Regions from separate parts of the Mus musculus genome. Here region 2 is linked to region 1. The links are chromatin contacts, called in public HiChIP or PLAC-seq maps. All regions are on one chromosome and are shown on one strand. The core of a region is the stretch at or near the end of the contact, and the rest is flanking DNA. Distances in the headings are between cores, read along the strand shown. Region 1 holds the start of Rnf215 (ring finger protein 215). Region 2 overlaps Gm11958 (predicted gene 11958).

Region 1 (5,868 bases), core at 872-3,371:
GAAAATGCCCTACAGCCTGATCTTATGGAGGCATTTTTGGGAGTGGGGGTTAAGATGGGGTTTCTCTGCATAGCCCTGGATGCCCTGGATGTCCTAGAACTCACTCTGTAGACCAGGCTGGCCTTGAACTCAGAGATCCAGCCGCCTCTACCTCCTGAGTGCTGGGATTAGGGTGTGGGCCACCATTGCTTGGCTTGGAGGCATTTTCTTAACTGAGGTTCTCTCCTCTCATATGACTCCAGCTTGTGTCAGGTTGATATAAAACTGCCCAGCACATTTTTATATCTAGTTCTGCATGCAAGGAGATCGCATGTATCATGGCACATGTGTGGAAATGTACGTCAAAATATGGATGTGAGTGGGGGAATGTCAAGTCATGGGTGAAGGCCAAAGGACACTGCAGGAGTTGGCTCTCTTCTTCTGTCATATGAGTCCCAGGGATAAAACACAGGCCCTCAGGTCACCAGGCTTTACCCACTGAGACATCCTACCAACCCTATTTTCTATGTAAGAACTTTTTTCATTTTTATTTTATTCTATGAGTGTTGGCCTGCTGCACAGGCATGAAGTGTACCATACACATGCAGTAGCCTACAATGGCCAGAAGAGGGCGACAGATCCTCTGAGACTCTCAAGCAATTGTGAACTCGCAGTCCATGTGGGTGCTGGGAATTAAACCCAGATCTTCTGAAAGAGCAGCCAGTGCTCTAATTACTGATCCATCTCTCCAGTTGCTACACACGTCATTTAACATCTTTTTTTTTTTTTAAAGAGGGTCTCACTGTATAATAGGCTGGTCTCAAACTCCTGCTTTACCCTCCCAAGTGCTGGGATTACAGGCATGCCCATCATAATGTAGTTTTTCTGTCATTAAAAACAAACAAGCCGGGTGTGGTGGCGCACACCTTTAATCCCAGCACTTGGGGGGCAGAGGCAGGAAAATTTCTGAGTCGGAGGTCAGCCTGGTCTACAAAGTGAGCTCCAGGACAGCCAGGGCTACACAGAGAAACTCTGTCTTGAAAAAACAAAAAAACAAAAACAAAAACAAACAAACAAAAAAAACAAGACCAAAAAAACAAACAAACAGCTCTCAAGCACTTGAAATCATCAAAATCGTGTTCTCTATTAAAATGTTAAAGTTGTATTTGAGTCTTTAATTCACATGGTTTTCCTTATGCACGGTGCAGTAGGGGTCCAATTTCACGTCTTTTCCCGGTGGTACCTAACTTTGTTGTGATTTAGCAAAGAGCAAGCCATAGCACCTCCTCCCAGGTCCCCAAGTGCAATACCTCCTCTGACAACCAATTTTACATATGTGCTGACTGATTTTATGTCAATTCCCTGTTTGCAGGCCAGCCGAGCTTCTTCTCTACATCTCTGTCTCCTTCTGGGAATATTTTAGTCATTGCATCCTGGTGGCTAACCAGGTTTCTATTTTCTGTAGATTTTAATATTTTATTACAAAGTGGGAGGGGGTGTTGCAGCTCATTAGCTCTTTGCCCTTTTATCAGGGTACAATTTGTAAAAGGCTCAGGTTTCAGATTGAGCCAGCTACCAGCAACCACAAACCTCTGGGCTGAAGGACAAATTTTCGGACAAAAGCGGAACCTTCTCATTCCAGTAAGCACTGGCGATCATGTTAGAAGCAAGGCAGTGCAGGTTTAGATCAAGTCCATTTTACAGGCGAGGACAGCCCAGTGCTCCGTGCCACTATGGCTCTGCCTGGTTTGTACAGCTTCGTGTGCCCAGCCCTCCTCCCTGCTCCTTTAAAACCATGGCCTCAGTCTCCCCATCTGCTTTCTGTGATTCTCTGCAGCCTGCTCGCTGATCCCATGAAAGAACACTGACCCAGAGGAGGATGAGACATAGCCTTGACAACACCGTAGGTCAATCAGCCCAGACCCTTATACCTCCCTCGCCCCTACATTTCTCCAATCCTGAGACAACCGCACCTATCTCCACTGACAGACAACTTGGTGAGCTCTCCAAGGCTCTAAGGTATTTGCTCCATCGCAGCTCCTCAGGCCTCCTACATTAGGTTTCTCAGGAGCCACCAGGAGGCGCTCTCGCTGTCAAGCACCAACTCAGCCCCCCCCTCCCCGCACCGCCCCCTCCGGCTGCGGCCCCGCCCCTCCCGGTGCCGAGCCCCGCCCTGTCCGGCGCGGCCTGGCTCACTCTGTTCTCCCGGTCCCCGGGACCTTAGACTACGGCCTCGCCACCTCTCCGGTCGGATCATGGGCTCTGCCGATCGCCCCGCGCTGAGGTCGCCTTCGTTGCCGCCCCCTCCCCCATCGCCGCCGTCGCCGCTGCTGCTACTGCTGCCTCTGCTGCCTTTGTGGCTGGGCCTGATGGGCCCGGGAGCGGCGGCGGACGGCAGCGAGCCGGCGACCGGGGAGGGACGGGGCGGAGCCCGCTCAGTGCGAGTGGATGTGAAACTGCCGCGGCAGGACGCCTTGGTTTTGGAGGGCGTCAGAATCGGTCCGGAAGACGGTCCGGAACCTCTGCTGGGTGGCCGCCTGCTGCTGGTGAGCTCAGCCCCGCCTAAACTTGCCATGACCCTCGGATAGACCCCGCTGTCTTCATCCAGAAGCTAGCCCTTGACAGCCCAGAATGCTACTACTTCCCAGCCTTCAGGAGTTGGCAAACCTGACAGCCACATGCCCCTTCCACACTCATTCCCGTACCCGTACCCTGACCTTGCGTGCTTTGTGGCAGACCCGGGCTGCCTCTTCTATTCCCCTTGCCTCCTTCTTTTCATGGCTCCTCGTTACACAGATGGATGTCGTGGATGCTGAGCAAGAGATACCCGTAGATGGCTGGATTGCAGTGGCATATGTGGGCAAAGAGCAGGTCGCCCAGTTCCACCAAGAGAATCAAGGCAGTAGCCAGAAGGCATATCCCAAGGCTCTGGTCCAGCAGGTGCAAAGGGTGTTTGAGGGAAGGGGAGAAAGAAAATGCATTCGAAACATCTGCTAGAGCCAGGCTAACAGGTGGCCTATGAGGAGCCTTTCCAGAGAAGCCCTGGGCCCGAGTGGGTCAGCAAACACCAGTATGGAGCATCAAAGCAGTGTGATGGGGAGGAGGTGGAGAGACTTGCTGGGGAAAGTGGACCTGCTCTGGTGATAGGAGCTGGCAAGGGTGGAGAGCTGCTTTGCTAGGACTAGGGCCAATGAAAAGAATTTTGGATCCTACAGAATGAAAGGAGCATAAGTTTCTCACACACATGATAATGTACAAATTTCTTAAAATCAAGAATATTCTTTATGTAACTATGGTGTAGGAAAGTTAGCATCTATAAAATGTTGTGATCTATGTTCCATAACTAAATATTGCCTTAGTCCACAACCATCGTGTGTTGCCTTTGGCTGTCATTATCTCTTCGGCCTCCAAAACCATCCCTTAGCTTTGGCTTGACTTCAGGGAGCTTATAGCTAGTCTATCCAGATGTCGGGCTCCTGAGAGCTGGGGCCGTGGGTAAGGCAGGTGTGTGACAGCCTCCCACCTTCCGTCTTCCCTTGCAGATGCGTCGAGCCCTTTTCCTGGGAGCCTCTGCCCTGCTTCTCCTCATCTTAAACCACAGTGTGGTCCGAGAGGTAACCTGGCTTGGACTGTGAGGGTGAGCAGGTGAGGGGACAGGGGCCGGAAGCCTGCTGACCCTGCCTGTCTCCTGCAGCTGGATGTATCCCAGCTTCTGCTGAGGCCAGTGATTGTTCTCCATTACTCCTCCAATGTCACCAAGCTGTTGGAGGCCCTTCTGCAGTGAGTTCCGTTTGTTCTGGGTGGTCTGATGCCTGAGTGCTGTGGGTCTCTTGCTTTTCGATGGGCTCTAGGGGAGGAGACTATCTCTGAAGAAGGCCCTTACCTGTTGGCCCTTAAACTCCTAAGGTTGAAACTGGGGGATGGCATGGGAAGGAGAGGCAAGATCTGGGAAAAGAGCTGCCCTATGGGCAGAGGGGACTAGTCCAGCATGAGGAAGCTGGATGCCTGGCTGACAGGCTATTCCTTGGTCTGGCTGCGTAAAAACACGGGCAAAGAGCAGCCAGGAAAAGTCTGGGAGCCAAATCAGAAGGCCTATGGCAACAGTGTCCTTGTGTATCCACTGCAAGAGGATGAGTGTAGGCCTCCCTTCCCAAAGGCCTTCTGTCTGCTTCCCACCCATGACTCTCCTCTCAGGAGGACCCAGGCTACTGCTGAGATCAGCAGTGGAGAGTCCCTTTCAGCCAACATCGAGTGGAAGCTGACATTGTGGACCACCTGTGGTCTCTCCAAGGATGGCTACGGAGGCTGGCAGGACTTGGTGTGCCTGGGAGGTGCTCAGGCCCAGGAGCAGGTAGGCCCAATGGATCCTAGGACAGCCCTACATACATTCGGCTGATTACTTAGAGTGGATCATGTAGTAGTAGATGATTAGCAGTGCCATGACAGTTGGCCTAGGTGGTGGGCAATGGCTGCTGATGCCTTCATGGTCTCTGCTCAGTGTGGCCTTCACAACTTTCTTACTTGAGCCAGTTTTTCCCCAATGGGGATAGAACCAGGGCCATGTACATGCTAAGCAATGTACAACGCTTCTGGTAGACAATGTCACCTCCACTGGGTCATGTCTTGCCACCTACAGTGTGCCTTACTCTCCAGCTCCCATACGCACCCTGACTTCCTGCCTCTGGGCCCGACCAGTGATTGGTATTCGATCCTCTTCTCAGTCCTCCGCTGGCTCGTGGACCCCTCATCGCTCATTTTGCCTTCCTGCTTTGAATGTTTGCTCCTCTGCTCATAGCCCCACTGTCTGCTCAGCATGCCTGGGCTGTGCACTGCCATAGAAGCTCTAAGCCTGTATGTTAGAGAGAGTGACTGTGTGTCCTTGTGGCTATGGCTGTGTTTTGTGTCCACATCTTCCAGTGCTTGTCTTCCAGGGATTCAAGGTGTTCAAGTCCACAGCATTTCTTGAACCCCAATCTGTACAGGTTGAAGGGAAGTAGACATACTCTCTTCTTCTACTGCATAGATTCCAATAGTTTGTGATGTGGGCCAGTTTCAAGTCAGACAGGTTAAAACCCTGGCTCCTAAACTTTAGGTGAACTACCTAAGCCAGGTGCTTTCCTGTTCTCTCTCTCTCCTCCCTCTCACTCTCTCCTCCCTCTCTCCCTTTCTCTCCCCCCCCCTCTCTCTCCCCTCACTTATTGGGGGGACGGGAAGCATTTGGTGAAGGGCAGAGGGATAGGTTACATCTGGGAGAAGAGCAGGCTGGGGAAGGGCCTCTGTGGCCTGGAGGTGAGAATGTATAGCTTAGTCCAGGCTGGCAGGGACAGAGGACAAAGCTGAATAGCTGAGAAGGTACTGCCAGCCAAGATGGGGGTGGCTATTCCATGTTATACAGCCATGGCAGGTGAAATGTTCAAATGATAGCCGGGCAGGCATCTCTAGGAACTGCCCTGAGCTGGGAATGTGGAAGTTGCGCTGAATCAAGTCCTGGCTGCTCCAGACCACAGGCTGCAGAGAGGCTCTTCTTGATGGCTGACTGGCCTGCCACACTGTAGTACACACTGCACAGTAGTCTGCACTGTGGCCAGGGAGCAGCTAACCACTGTCATTCCGTAGGGCTGACCCACAAGCTGGCAGCAGGCACAAGCTCTTCCAGGTCAAAGCAAAAAAGACCTGAGCCCAACCTTGGGCTCAGACTAGATGCCACCACTCCACTGTGATTAGAGGGGAAAGAGGCCTCTAATGATCCCAGTGCTGTCACCCCAAGCAAGGGCTGGTTTTGCTGCATTCACAGCTCCCAGACTGGTCTAGGATGGTAGCTCTTTTGTCTGGTCATTTTGACCCTTCTCCTTTGCTGTGATGGGAGTCAAACCTATGTTAGGAAGAACA
Region 2 (5,868 bases), core at 1,096-3,595, 170 kb after region 1:
GGGGCTTCTTTTCTAGTGTTCACAACTCCAGATGGCTTTTCTAGTGTTTCTCCAGACGCTGCTAACAAGGTCCATGCCAAGTTCCTCCTGCCTCTCCCTAGACTTGTCTGATGCCAAAGCATTTCTCAAAAGGGGGAAACACGGGCCTTCAGCCACTGTGTCCTCACGGGTTCACAGAGCCCCCAGCTTAGCCCCGCCCCCAGGTTGTCTTCCCAGGGACCACGGGGGATCCTGAGGTGTGGAAACAGGGTAGGTATGGAAGGCAATATGACCCTGGGATTCTGGTTCTCTGTTTTTATTGCCTACTCAAGGAAGACACGCAAGAGGCAGACACAAAGAGCCGGGAGACTCACACCTGTCCGTCCTCGGCAGGCTAGCGCTGAGGTTAAGAGACAAATAGCTGTGGGTTCAAATCCTCACCCTACTTTAGATGTGGGCCTTGTCTCTCATGTAAAGTGACTGTGACAACTGCCATCTCTGGAATTGTCTTAGTGTGCAGTATGGTGTCCCACACTCACGAAATTACGCTTATTTTGTCCTCCCAGATGAGGGCTGGTTTAGCTTTGCTGAACTTCCCATCTTCCAGATGGAGAAACTGAGACCCAGAGGCAGTTGGTGGGAAGAGAACTCAGCTGCTGTTTCCACATCTCAGCCACCTTCCGGGTCAGCTCCAGAAGGAAGAAGTCCCAGTGTCTGCTCTGGCCGCCTGGGGCAGCTCTCAGGGCTCCTGCCAAGAGCTGGTTTGGCAGCTGTTCTTCTCCTCTGTGCCCATCAGCATTGGTCCAGATGTTCCAGGCAGCAGCCTGGGAGCTCTGTCAGGTTTTGCTTGGGCTCTCCTTCCTCATAGCCTATCAATTCCCCGCCCCCCCTCAGGTCTCTAGAAATGTCTCTGTTAGCTGGGGAGAGGGCTGGGGTGGCTGGATAGCTTGTAACATGTCCCCTGGAATGGCTACAACACAAATTGGTTTGCCTTAGTGTTTTCTACTTAGATATCATTAGCTTCCAATCCCAACATGGCCAGTGCCCTGTAAACTGGGAGCCTGGAAATTCTGGTGACCTAAGGCAGCAAAACAGAACAAGTTCCCTCCCCGCGTGTGGAGCTTCACCGACTGACCCAGACTCTGGGAGGCAGGTGCCCTCGCCTCTTTTTCTGACCGAGAATCTGAGACTCAGCTGTTGTCTGTGTTTTCTCCACAATGGGTGGCTAGAGACCTGTTCTGTACCAGTGTCGGCTGACCTGTACAGTCTATGTGAGACAGACTGTCAGCTTTTTTTTTTTTAAGATTTATTTTATGTATGTGAGTACACTGTTGCTGTCTTCAGACTTCAGACACACCAGAAGAGGGTGCTGGATTCTATTGCAGATGGTTGTGAGCCACCATGTAGTTGCTGGGAATTGAACCCAGGTCCTCTGGAAGAGGAGTCAGTGCTCTTAACCACTGAGCCATCTCTCCAGCCTGACTGTCAGCTTTAAACAGAAGTTAGTCCTGTGCAAAGTCCTGGGCTCTGTGTGGTCATCAAAGGGTAGGTCATGTTGTTGTTTCACAGAGCCTCATAAGGCTCCTGGAGAGAAGAGCTACCAGGGATGTGTGAAAACCAGGGTACAGCTTGGTACGGTGCACATGGGACATACCAAGGGACTGTTTCATCTCTTGACAAATCCAACACAAACCCAGAAAGGCATCTGTGTTAGGAAGGATGGGTGTGCATGTGCGAGAGTGTGTTTTCATAAGTGTAAAGGTTCATGTGTGTTAAAGTGTGTGTGTGTGTGTATGTGTGTGTGTACACGTGTGCCTAAGAGTATGAGGGTAAATATTTGACAGGATCTTGTATAGCCTAGGCTACCCTTGGCTTTGGGATGACCTTGAACTTCCTATCCTCTGCCTCTGTCCTCTACCCCGTGGACTAGAGGCAAGTGCTACCGTGCCCAGATGTCTAGTTTGTGTTACACTGGAACTCCAATCTAGGGTTTTGTGTATGCCAGTGCATTCCCGTGGGAGGTGGGCCTCCAGCCCCAATTTTGGTTTTGTTTTGGTTTTTTTGCTTGTTTGTTTGTTTTGTCTTGTTTTACTGTGTAGCCCTGTCTGTCCGGAAACTATGTAGATCAGGCTAGCCTCGAAACTCTCAGAGATCCACCTGTCTCTGCCTCCCCAGTTCAGGGATTAAAGGTGTGCATCACCACGCCCTGCCCCCATAAATCTTTTAAAACACACTTATCTTTACAATCAATCAAGAGGCAGCAGGCAAGCATGCAGATGCAGATCCAGTCCTTAGTGGTAGCCACTCCCTCTTAGGCCCACAGCCTCATCAGGCCCAGCTTCCTGGGCCTGGTTGCTCTGGGCCCACAGCTGGCTCTGTACCTCAGGGAGTGGCCCTGTTCTATCCAGGGCAGATTAACTTCCCTGGGACCGGCTTTGTTTTGGCTCAAGAAGTAACAGCAGAGGCTGAGAGCTGAAAGCAGAGGCCTCTCCCTCCCACCCTGGGGCCTGGCTCTGTTGAAAACCTTTGATTTAGGCTTCTCAATTTGCTTTCCCTGGCTGGGTGTCCTGGGCAGAGGGGAAACACCTAGGACTTCAGCTATTTTGTCTGCTGCAATTTAGGAGAGGGATTTGATATCTAAGTGGAGGAGGTTCCAGCCGCAGCAACAGCAGCAGCGGCGGCGGGTCTAAGCTGTTTGTTTGTGGAGTACAGGGTGGGTGGGGTAAGGCTAGAACACTGTAATTGGAAGCAGGAGGCTAGAAGCTGACACTTCTGCAGATAAAAATTCTCTGCTGAGGGTCCGGCTTGTGTGATAGTGTGAGGGAGCCCGCTCTTGTGCGTGTGATCTGCCAAGGCAAGGCTGTGTTCGCTTAAATCTGGGTTTAAAACATTCTCCCTCTCTTCACCCTGGATTCTTTTTTCATTGACACATTTCTTCATTGACTCCTTAGGGATCATGAAGATCTTGCGTGTCAACTCTGAAGCCCTGCAGCACGTGCCTAGCCAGCTGCAAGACCTTTTCGGAGGAGCCACCAGCAGGCTTCCTGAAGGCCAGGCTGCAGCTCTCAGGTGTCTGCCATTGTCTCAGTCCCTGCCCCGGGTCTGCCACTTGGCACACAATAGGCCTTGTACATATTTGTCAGATGAGTGAAGAGTGAGGTCACTCACTACTGCTCCGGGTACACGGCCGAGCTAGACAGCCACAGTTCAGAGATCCTTTGAGTCTTTGAGCCAAAAGTATTTTGAGCCAATCCCAACTTCCCCCTGAATGCCATCCCCGGAACGATACTGAAGAGGTATACCAGGAAAGCCCTGTGATTATGTGAAGGTGGACATTATGTGTCTCCACAGGCCTGCAGCCAAGCTGAAAACAGTTCTCATGACTATGTCTCATCCCGGAAAGAAGATCCTTCATGGCATGGTCGCTTTCATCTCATCATGAGCTGAGTGTCCAATACTTACTGAGATGTGGTCCCCACGTTAAAGAACTTTAGAAATTGTAAGGCCGCGTGCACCCCTGCCCATACCTTGATGTTCCAACCCCCTTGGGTACCAAGAAGGACAGGAAGATAGAGAAAATGATGGTGACGTGGGAGGAGGAAGGAGCCCCTCACCCAGGCTTAAGCTCCTCACCAACTAAGGATCAAGAACTCCAGCACCATTAGCAACATTTGCTTAAGGTCATTCCCCCTTCCCAGCTAGAAGCCTACAATTTTCTAGGACTCTAACCAGAAGCCTCATTTACAGTAAAAGACACATTCTAAATCCCTTGTGCAACTCCAGTGGCTTCTGGTTTTTACCTTATCAGATTATAATCCCACCCTATAATCCATTTACCAAAAAGAAAAAAGAAAAAAGAAAAAAAAAGGCTTCTTAGCAACCTTTGAGATGTACTGAGAACCGCCGAAAGCGTCTGCACAGCAAATGCTGGCGCTTGACTTGACCCTTTCTTAAGCCCACACCACACTCTTTAGTGTGCCTTATTCTTTCCTTAAATAAAACCTTCCTCTTTGTTTTTAATAAACCCAACCACGCCTCCTGAGAGAATGAAAGGACTCCTTAGGCATGGAAGCGTCGGTGTGCCTCTGTCCCAGCAATCGTTGACAGTACCTGAGATTATGACCTTGTTTGCTAGTTTTTGGAGAGTCAAGCCAAGATGAGGCCATAAAAGGCCAAGCCTGGCAGTCTTCTGAGGGAGAGATTTGGAGATTGACACATGGGAAGAAAGCCACGTGAAGAGAGAGGCAGGAATTGGATCATCACAGCCATGAGAGATGGCATGATTGCCAAGCCCCTGGGAGCCCAGAGGGAGGCATGGGATAGCCCTGTGCGCAGAGCTTTCAGGAGGAATTAATCACTGACATGTTGACTTCTGGCCTCCAGAACACAGAGAGAATATACATTGGTTGGATTTGCATTTCTGGTTTTTTGAGAAGGCTCATGTATGTTCCCCCCACTGGGCTTGAACCGACAATCCTGCTTTAGCCTGGTGAGTGCTGGGGCTACAGGAGTCTGTGACCGCAGTTGACCTCCTTATGACCTCTTTAGATCACCTTGTTTGTGGTATTTTATTACAGTAGTCCTGGGACATTAATACTTTGAACCGTTACCTGCCTTTACTTTTATATCATTCTTCGCAACCATGTGGTTGCTTTTGAAACCCAAAGGCTACTAAGCTAGTAAAAAGGCTTGTTATTGGATGTAAGATAAATACAAGAGAAACAAGTCGAGGCATTCAACTGTCCCCACGGGCTACTGCAACTATAAATTAACATTCAGATAACAACAGTATTCGAGGCCATGACACCTAGCAACAACCTCGTGTGGGCTCTGATGAAGAGTGATAGGCAGAGGGAGGGAGGAGAAGCTGTACTCAGGATACCTTATGTGAGGATGGAAAATCTATTTTCAATAAAAGGAGATCTTAAAGGAGATATAAATGAAATGGGTATTGTTTAAGAAAATTAGATTTATAAATTTTTTTAGCTCCAAATTTCAATAAAAGTCACCACAGAACTTATTAATTAAAAAAAATCTATATTTATTGTTCAGGAGAAAATGACAAAGGCAATTCTGAAGAGGAAGGAGAGGCCAGCCCTACAAGCCATCAGAACACAATAACAAAAAATACTAAGAATGCAAAATGGCACCATGGGGAGACAAACGCTGAGTCAGCGCCCACCAGCCCCTCTGGAAACCAGGCCTGAGTGGGATGGAGTGTATTGAGAATGGGGTCAGGTGAGTGTTTCTGCTGATTAAAGATGCCCCTCCCCCAGGCAAGCTTAACCAAGTGCTCCTCAGAATGTCATTTCCACCCAGAAGGGCTCTGTGCTCACAGCGGGACCAACTCCGAGGCTTTCTTGGTAGAAAGGCGGCTCCTGTGCCCTACATGGCAATGGCATGAAATGCTATTCCTGAGTGTGAAGAAAGGGAGAGGCAGGAAGGACAGACGGTGGCTGATGCTATCTGCTGACCACTCCTGAATGTCTAGGACTGGCTCTGCTACTTTCCGTACTCTGAGCAATCTCTCATAATTAAGTCACGGGGCAACTTTTCTCAGCTCAGTCATTCAAACTTCTGGAACCATATGAACTTAGAGAAGTATTCCCAACTTACAGATTTTATTTTCTCAGTTTTATTAAAAGTGTACTGAACATCTAGAATGTGCAAAACTCTAAACTGGGCTCCAGATGTTCCTGAATATTAGTGACACACAGTTATTTCTACAAGATGGATACTCAGGAAGCCGGCTCACGGAGCTGCAGAGGAAGCACCTAGCTGAAAGGCCATGAGCCACTGAACCAACTTAGGTTTTGCCACTTCATTATATGAGAAGGACTAGATTTGATGCAAATACAATAAGCTTTATTGAGAATGAGAAGCAACCAA

The links. HiChIP or PLAC-seq counts read pairs in DNA pulled down with a chosen protein or histone mark.
Region 2: an H3K27ac HiChIP or PLAC-seq map of embryonic stem cells shows a contact between it and region 1, with 6 read pairs. The contact joins the enhancer-like site here to the promoter of Rnf215 in region 1. A contact is called at or near these places in 3 of 39 promoter capture datasets (the 3T3-L1 cell line, 3T3-L1-derived adipocytes and pre-B cells), 1 of 484 Hi-C or Micro-C datasets (the C2C12 cell line), 1 of 115 datasets of contacts at active chromatin or transcription factors (embryonic stem cells) and 1 of 9 other capture datasets (adipose tissue).

The regions. Positions count from the first base shown.
Region 1 is chr11:4,133,039-4,138,906 of GRCm38.p6, forward strand. Rnf215 (ring finger protein 215) reads left to right here and starts at 2,122. Exons shown (of 9, transcript NM_027859.3): 1 at 2,122-2,525; 2 at 2,776-2,919; 3 at 3,522-3,593; 4 at 3,674-3,759; 5 at 4,174-4,330. The coding sequence starts at 2,235.
Region 2 is chr11:4,300,141-4,306,008 of GRCm38.p6, forward strand. Gm11958 (predicted gene 11958) reads left to right here. Exons shown (of 4, transcript NR_166831.1): 3 at 2,931-3,048; 4 at 3,331-4,008. Among named protein-coding and RNA genes, the nearest start is that of Gm11958, 18 kb to the left of the region's middle. Within about 2 kb of position 2,346, at least 121 of the 459 cell types and tissues checked have an H3K27ac peak or open chromatin away from gene starts, as enhancers often do. A contact at or near this core is called in the C2C12 cell line, adipose tissue and embryonic stem cells, where this site is marked.